Regions from separate parts of the Mus musculus genome. Here region 1 is linked to region 2. The links are chromatin contacts, called in public Hi-C maps. All regions are on one chromosome and are shown on one strand. Each heading gives the region's core, a stretch centred on a gene start, on an enhancer-like site or on the middle of the called end of the contact. The rest is flanking DNA. Distances are from core to core; before and after follow the strand shown. Region 1 has its middle 130 kb from the start of 4930435F18Rik. Region 2 has its middle 130 kb from the start of Isl1.

Region 1 (2,700 bases), core at 38-2,537, 260 kb after region 2:
ATAGTATTGCCATGACTACCTGAATTTGACCTCCAATCACTTTCCAGTCATTTTGAGCTGCTTCTAATGTACAACTGTCAGTTTGTAGAATGAAATACACATATGTAAAAAAAAAAAAAAGTTAAAAAGAAAATGTTTGGACCAATCCCAACATCTCTTTTAAATTTGGGGGGGGGGTTTGTTTTGTTTTGTTTTGAATACTAATCAGGGAAATAATAGTGTCACCCACATCCTTAGGCTGTGTTGAGTCAGATATAATCACGTAAAGAAATCAATAAGCAAACCAGAGAAAGTTAATAAGGAACCTGAAACTATTAATGTCCACCATTCATATGAGGCAGGTAGGCATCCTATGGCCAGGGAAATCGAAGACAGGACTACACGGGACTACATGCTCTACGCATTCAGGTGTATTGGAAGTCCAGGACCGCTTGGTCCTGCCAAGAAGGATTCTACAATACCTGGAAGTCAAGATTAGACATTCAATAAACACCACCACAGCTTCAAACTATGACCTTTACAGAGTGCTAGGAAGGCAAGGCGGGAGTTTGGGGGGGGGGGTCTTTAATCAAAACCCTCAGAGGCCAGAATCTGTCACACTGATGTCCTCCTGGTGACTTAATGCTTGCTGACAGTTTCTGCATCAGGTGGATAGAAAGAAAAAAAAAAAAGTCCTGCCTTTCTTCCAGCAAAGGGCAATTGATCTAGGAACAAAGATCCTGAATCCTGGGCTGAAGAAATAGAACCTGATTTGGCAAACAAATGACATGTAAAACCAACATACACAGAGCGGCAAGTGACAAAGGAAATTGCAAATGGCTCTAAACACTGTTTTTCCATAGACCACAAAGAGAAACTGTGGTAGACAGGGGAGATGGAGCATAAAATTGGGCGGACTGATTCAGGGTTTGTTTTGATATTTCAAATCATTTATTTTTTTTTTAAAAAGTGTGTGTGTGTGTGTGTGTGTGTGTGTGTGTGTGTGTGTGTGTGTGTGTGTGTACGTGAGGGGAGGAGGGAAAAGACTCTAACGCGAAGGGGCTGTCGGCAGACGATGCACAAATGAAAGCGCGCTTTCTCAATTTCCAAAGCTCTAAATGTAGAGAAATGCGCAATTATCCTGGGACGAGGTGGAGAGCGCAGCCTCGGGAGTTAAAGGCAATCGGGTCTCTGTCGGAGAAAAGCTAGCGCTGGGACTGAACTTCCAGCGGCCGCCTGAGGTGAGCATCAGGAGGGAACCCGGCCTTGCAAGTCCGCCTCTGCACACTTTCCGAGCTGTGATCTCCAGCCGGGTCCCCGCAGGCGTCTAGGGAAAAGGCACTCAGCGGGGCGTCCGGGAACCCTAGGCTCACCCTTCCAGGTCCACTGAGCAACAGGCTGGCCAATAAAATTAAAGGATAGTAAGAACGTCTGGAGGAGGACAGAACCAGAATTCGCCCCTCAGTTCTGGGGTGTCGGGCACATTCAGGGTCCCCAGGATGGGACACGGGTCCTAGGGCGATGATGTCTCCTTTAAAGGCACTGTTTTGGGATGGCGAGGAAACGGAGGCTTAGACCCAGATCGGTTTATCCTGGAAGCCTCAGCATTCTTTTCCAGCCGCTGCCGGCTCTCCGGTATCCCGTCGAGGTCTGCGGGGCTTCTGGCTCCTGAGAGGCTCTCACCACTTTGGAGCAGCGCTCCCCGGCCTTGGTTGAGCCCTGAGGCCTCGGGACTGGCTTGTACTGCCCGCTCCGGAGTTGCTGCTCTAGACCTCATTCCTTTTCAAGCACTTGAATATATATATATATATATATATATTCTTTTTACCAACAGATTGGTTATTTATTTATTTATTTATTTATTTATTTATTTATTTATTAATAAAACTTATTCAACCTTTTAGAGGCAACATCGTTCCTTTCTTCGGTATGGTATCCGTGGATAATCAGATAATCTCATGCCTGCCTTTGTATTCTTGAAGCTTTAAACTCTGCAAATATTGATGTCGCTTCACTGAAAAGGCGTTTCGCAGTCCAATCCCAACCCCCTTAGACTTTACCCTTCATAGGCATGCAGCGAGAGGAGAGTTGGAGTCAGCCTGGGTTTTCTGATCCCACAATTAAACTGGAACAATTGTGTTTGGTTTAGAGTGACCAGTTTGTTCCGCTCTTGCAAGAGAAGTAATGTTTATTTTGTGATCCCTTTATGTTATTGTGCAGCCGAAGAAACTTCGTATTTTAAGCAAATGTATTGTTCCACAGCCTCGGGGGTGTGAGTTCCAGTCCTGAGCACTACTTTGTCTGCTCTTCTCTCTCCCGTATTTCATCTGTCCTAGGCACTCGATGCGATCTTTCCCCCCAACTGTTTGTCTCCAGTCCCTCCCAGTCCCTGCTCTGTTCTTTAATTTGTCTTGTGTTAGCTTTGGGTCAGCAAGTCTTTTGTGCTGGGTCCCTGGGCCTCACTCTGTGTGTGTGTGTGTGTGTGTGTGTGTGTGTGTGTGTGTGTGTGTTTCTTTTGTTACTTTCCACCCTAACACTGCAGAAATGAAACACACATGCCCTGTTGTCGCCTCATATTTTCAGATGTTTTTCACACTATTGTCCTCTCCAGTCCGTTGAAAGTGCAAAGTGGAAACACATGCACCCGAAAACATTTTTTTGAAAGGGGACAGCCCTAGGATGGAGTCTAACCTCCTGAATAAAGATAAGCAATAAATATAA
Region 2 (2,805 bases), core at 6-2,505:
TTGTCACAATGTAATGTCAACATTATGACAAGTTCCTGGCTTCCTTGTTGTATAACCAGAGTTAGCCATCTTTGTAAATGTATGAATCTAGTAAATTTGATTTAAAGAGTTCTTACATTAAATGTTAAGTGCAGGAATACTTTAATTTCTTCTACCTACATGCCTCTGATGATGCGTGTTAGTGGGTGATCAGAAACAATAAATAATTATCAGAGATATAGGAGATTCTGATACTTGGATATTTTTTCTGTTTAGGTTAGCTATTTTGATTTCTTGCATTTAATAAAATATACCATCCCCTTATTATGATAATTAATGAAAGTGTCCCAGAAAATAAATGTTTCCCTTAAGTAGATGCTTTTGAGACAGTAATAAATAACTACATTACTTTAAATTTTCATAACAAGCTTGTCATATGCAAGATATGCCCCATAAATTATACATACTTACCATTAGTAATGTATAGACTATCCAGTGTCAGACATATAAAGTAGAAATTTTCTTAAAATGGCCTTAGCAGGGTGTAGCTGTATTGTATGTCCAATGTACTGTTGGTATATTGAATATCTCTCATCAGTAAGATTTCTTTTTTTCTACAATTAGCAACTGACTTCGAATCACTATTACCTTTAAACAACCTCGTGAGGACTAGAGGCTGTTCATTTTGGTCAACTGAAGCTGGTTTTCAGTGGGTTAACTGGGATCATTGCTTCCAAAACTGTTCATATCCTCAGACTTCCCGGCCCTAGCAGAGGCTGGCTCTGTAATAAGTCTCATGTTACACGGGGGGATTAGATTTGTAGAAATCCTGTAACTCAATCGGTACCTGCCTATTCTCTCCTGGCGTCAGCCTGCCTGCACTGCTTTGCTCTGTAGACATACCTGGCATTCCACCCATGCCTCCTCACTTAAGGAAGTGAACTGGAGCCAGCCTAACAAAACATTGGGGCATTGTTGTGAAGGAGCAAGCAAGCCCTTTGACAGCCAGGCAAAGTGTGAAGTCGGGCTTTGCAATGCCTCTTGCCCTTCACTGAAGAATAGATGCAACTCTCACTTCTTAATATCCTACACCAAGGATGAAATGCAGGCATGCTCAGCATTGCTCAATAAAATGCAATTTCAACCCCAACATAAGATAGAGAGAATTCTCACTACCTTTTCCCCACCCCACCCCCAACTCGGTCACCACTAGTCTTTACCCTCCCTTTGTCCCTCTGCTTCCTAGCCTAACAGTGGACCTTGACAAACATGTTTACACGCAGAGGTGGGGAAACAAAAGCAAACGCCAAAGCGCAACGCAAACAGGCTTGGCACTGGGTCCTAGAACAGCAAGTGAACCAATTTCTGGGAGCTACGCCAATCGTGATAAGCGATGCTTTTTAACACACATCTCTAGTTCTCGGTGCGAATCATTCATTAAACAATTAGCATGTTACCTTGTTAAGAATCTTTAAAAACTAAGGTGAGGTGGTTTTGTTTTTTTGTTTTTTGTTTTTTTTTCATTCAGGAAGCACACGGATTGTTTAGCATCTTTTTCTAATTAAGCATTAATCCCTCCCAGGAAGAATGAGTCAGTCAAGCAAAGGAACTTTTAAAGATAAGGGATTTCTCCTTTGTAAACTGCAATTAACAGCTTTTAGCGAGCAGCCTTGCTCCACTCCTCCTCGCTGCTGAAATGAACCTGAGGACTTTTACTTCTTGCTTGCTCTTTATGCAACTGGCCACTCTCAGGAAACAGAGATATTTATGACAAATGGAGACATAAGATGATCTGTGAAAACCGCAAATGAAACAAAGGGCCTTTCATTTACAGTGTGATCATATACAGTGTCTTTTCTGACAGGACATGTCCTCACTGTGTCAAATAGACACTTTCCCATGGGAGCATTCTCTCTTTCACAGGTGGAGGCCACCCTGGCACTTAGATTATGTCACCAACCCTCACTATGAATATCTATCCATACACACATACACATCCACACATTTTGCAGTTGTTTCGAGAGGGAATTGTAAAGTCTTAAGGTTCTACGATATTTTTTATCATTCAAATATCTATTTCTAACGTTTACCAGCAAAATAATGATAATAAAAAAAGACGAAGTCTTTATCCCTTCCTGTGAGTACATGGTTGAGGGTTGACACCTGCCACCAGTCTTCTACAGAAAAGCAGTCATGTTCTACATAGGCCCTTACATCAATACAGTGTTGTAGTGGGACACTGCCAGCTGTTTCTTTCTTGGAAGTTCTCTGGGTTCCTCATTTTTCAAAGGAGTGTAAAGCACAAACCATAGGAGGCCAGTCTATGTAACTCACAAAAATGAAGCAACATTAATTATTTTATTCATGATAGACATTTTGTTATTAGAACTTCTGGGTTGAGTCAAAGAGCAATTTCATTTATAAGTCAATTTTGCAGGATTTAATATTTATATAAATTTTATATTTTATATTTAAATGATGTATACCATCTCACATATCCAGAGATTTAGACCTAGTACCTTCAAAGAAATCTAATTGAATTTCCCTAGTTTGTAAAAACACAAACTAAAACCAACAGAAAATCTTAGCCGGGCATGGTGGCACATGCCTTTAATTCCAGCACTCGAGAGGCAGAGGCTGGCGGATTTCTGAGTTCGAGACCAGCCTGGTCTACAAAGTGAGTTCCAGGACAGCCAGGGCTACACAGAGAAACCCTGTCTCGAAAAACAAAACAAAACAAAACAAAACAACAATAACCTAACAACAACAAAAAAACAGTAACATTCTCAAGATCACACATTAAGTACAAAGTTAGAGATGGAATAT

What was found. A called contact is a pair of places that touch in the nucleus more often than the background predicts.
Region 1: a contact with region 2 is called in a Hi-C map of the N1E-115 cell line, with 5 times the contacts expected there. The contact joins two enhancer-like sites. A contact is called at or near these places in 1 of 484 Hi-C or Micro-C datasets (the N1E-115 cell line) and 3 of 115 datasets of contacts at active chromatin or transcription factors (embryonic forebrain, neural tube and stem cell-derived neural progenitor cells).

The regions. Positions count from the first base shown.
Region 1 is chr13:116,704,549-116,707,248 of GRCm38.p6, forward strand. No RefSeq gene overlaps it. Among named protein-coding and RNA genes, the nearest start is that of 4930435F18Rik, 130 kb to the right of the region's middle. Within about 2 kb of position 1,288, at least 37 of the 459 cell types and tissues checked have an H3K27ac peak or open chromatin away from gene starts, as enhancers often do. A contact at or near this core is called in the N1E-115 cell line, where this site is marked.
Region 2 is chr13:116,442,481-116,445,285 of GRCm38.p6, forward strand. No RefSeq gene overlaps it. Among named protein-coding and RNA genes, the nearest start is that of Isl1, 130 kb to the left of the region's middle. Within about 2 kb of position 1,256, at least 30 of the 459 cell types and tissues checked have an H3K27ac peak or open chromatin away from gene starts, as enhancers often do. A contact at or near this core is called in the N1E-115 cell line, where this site is marked.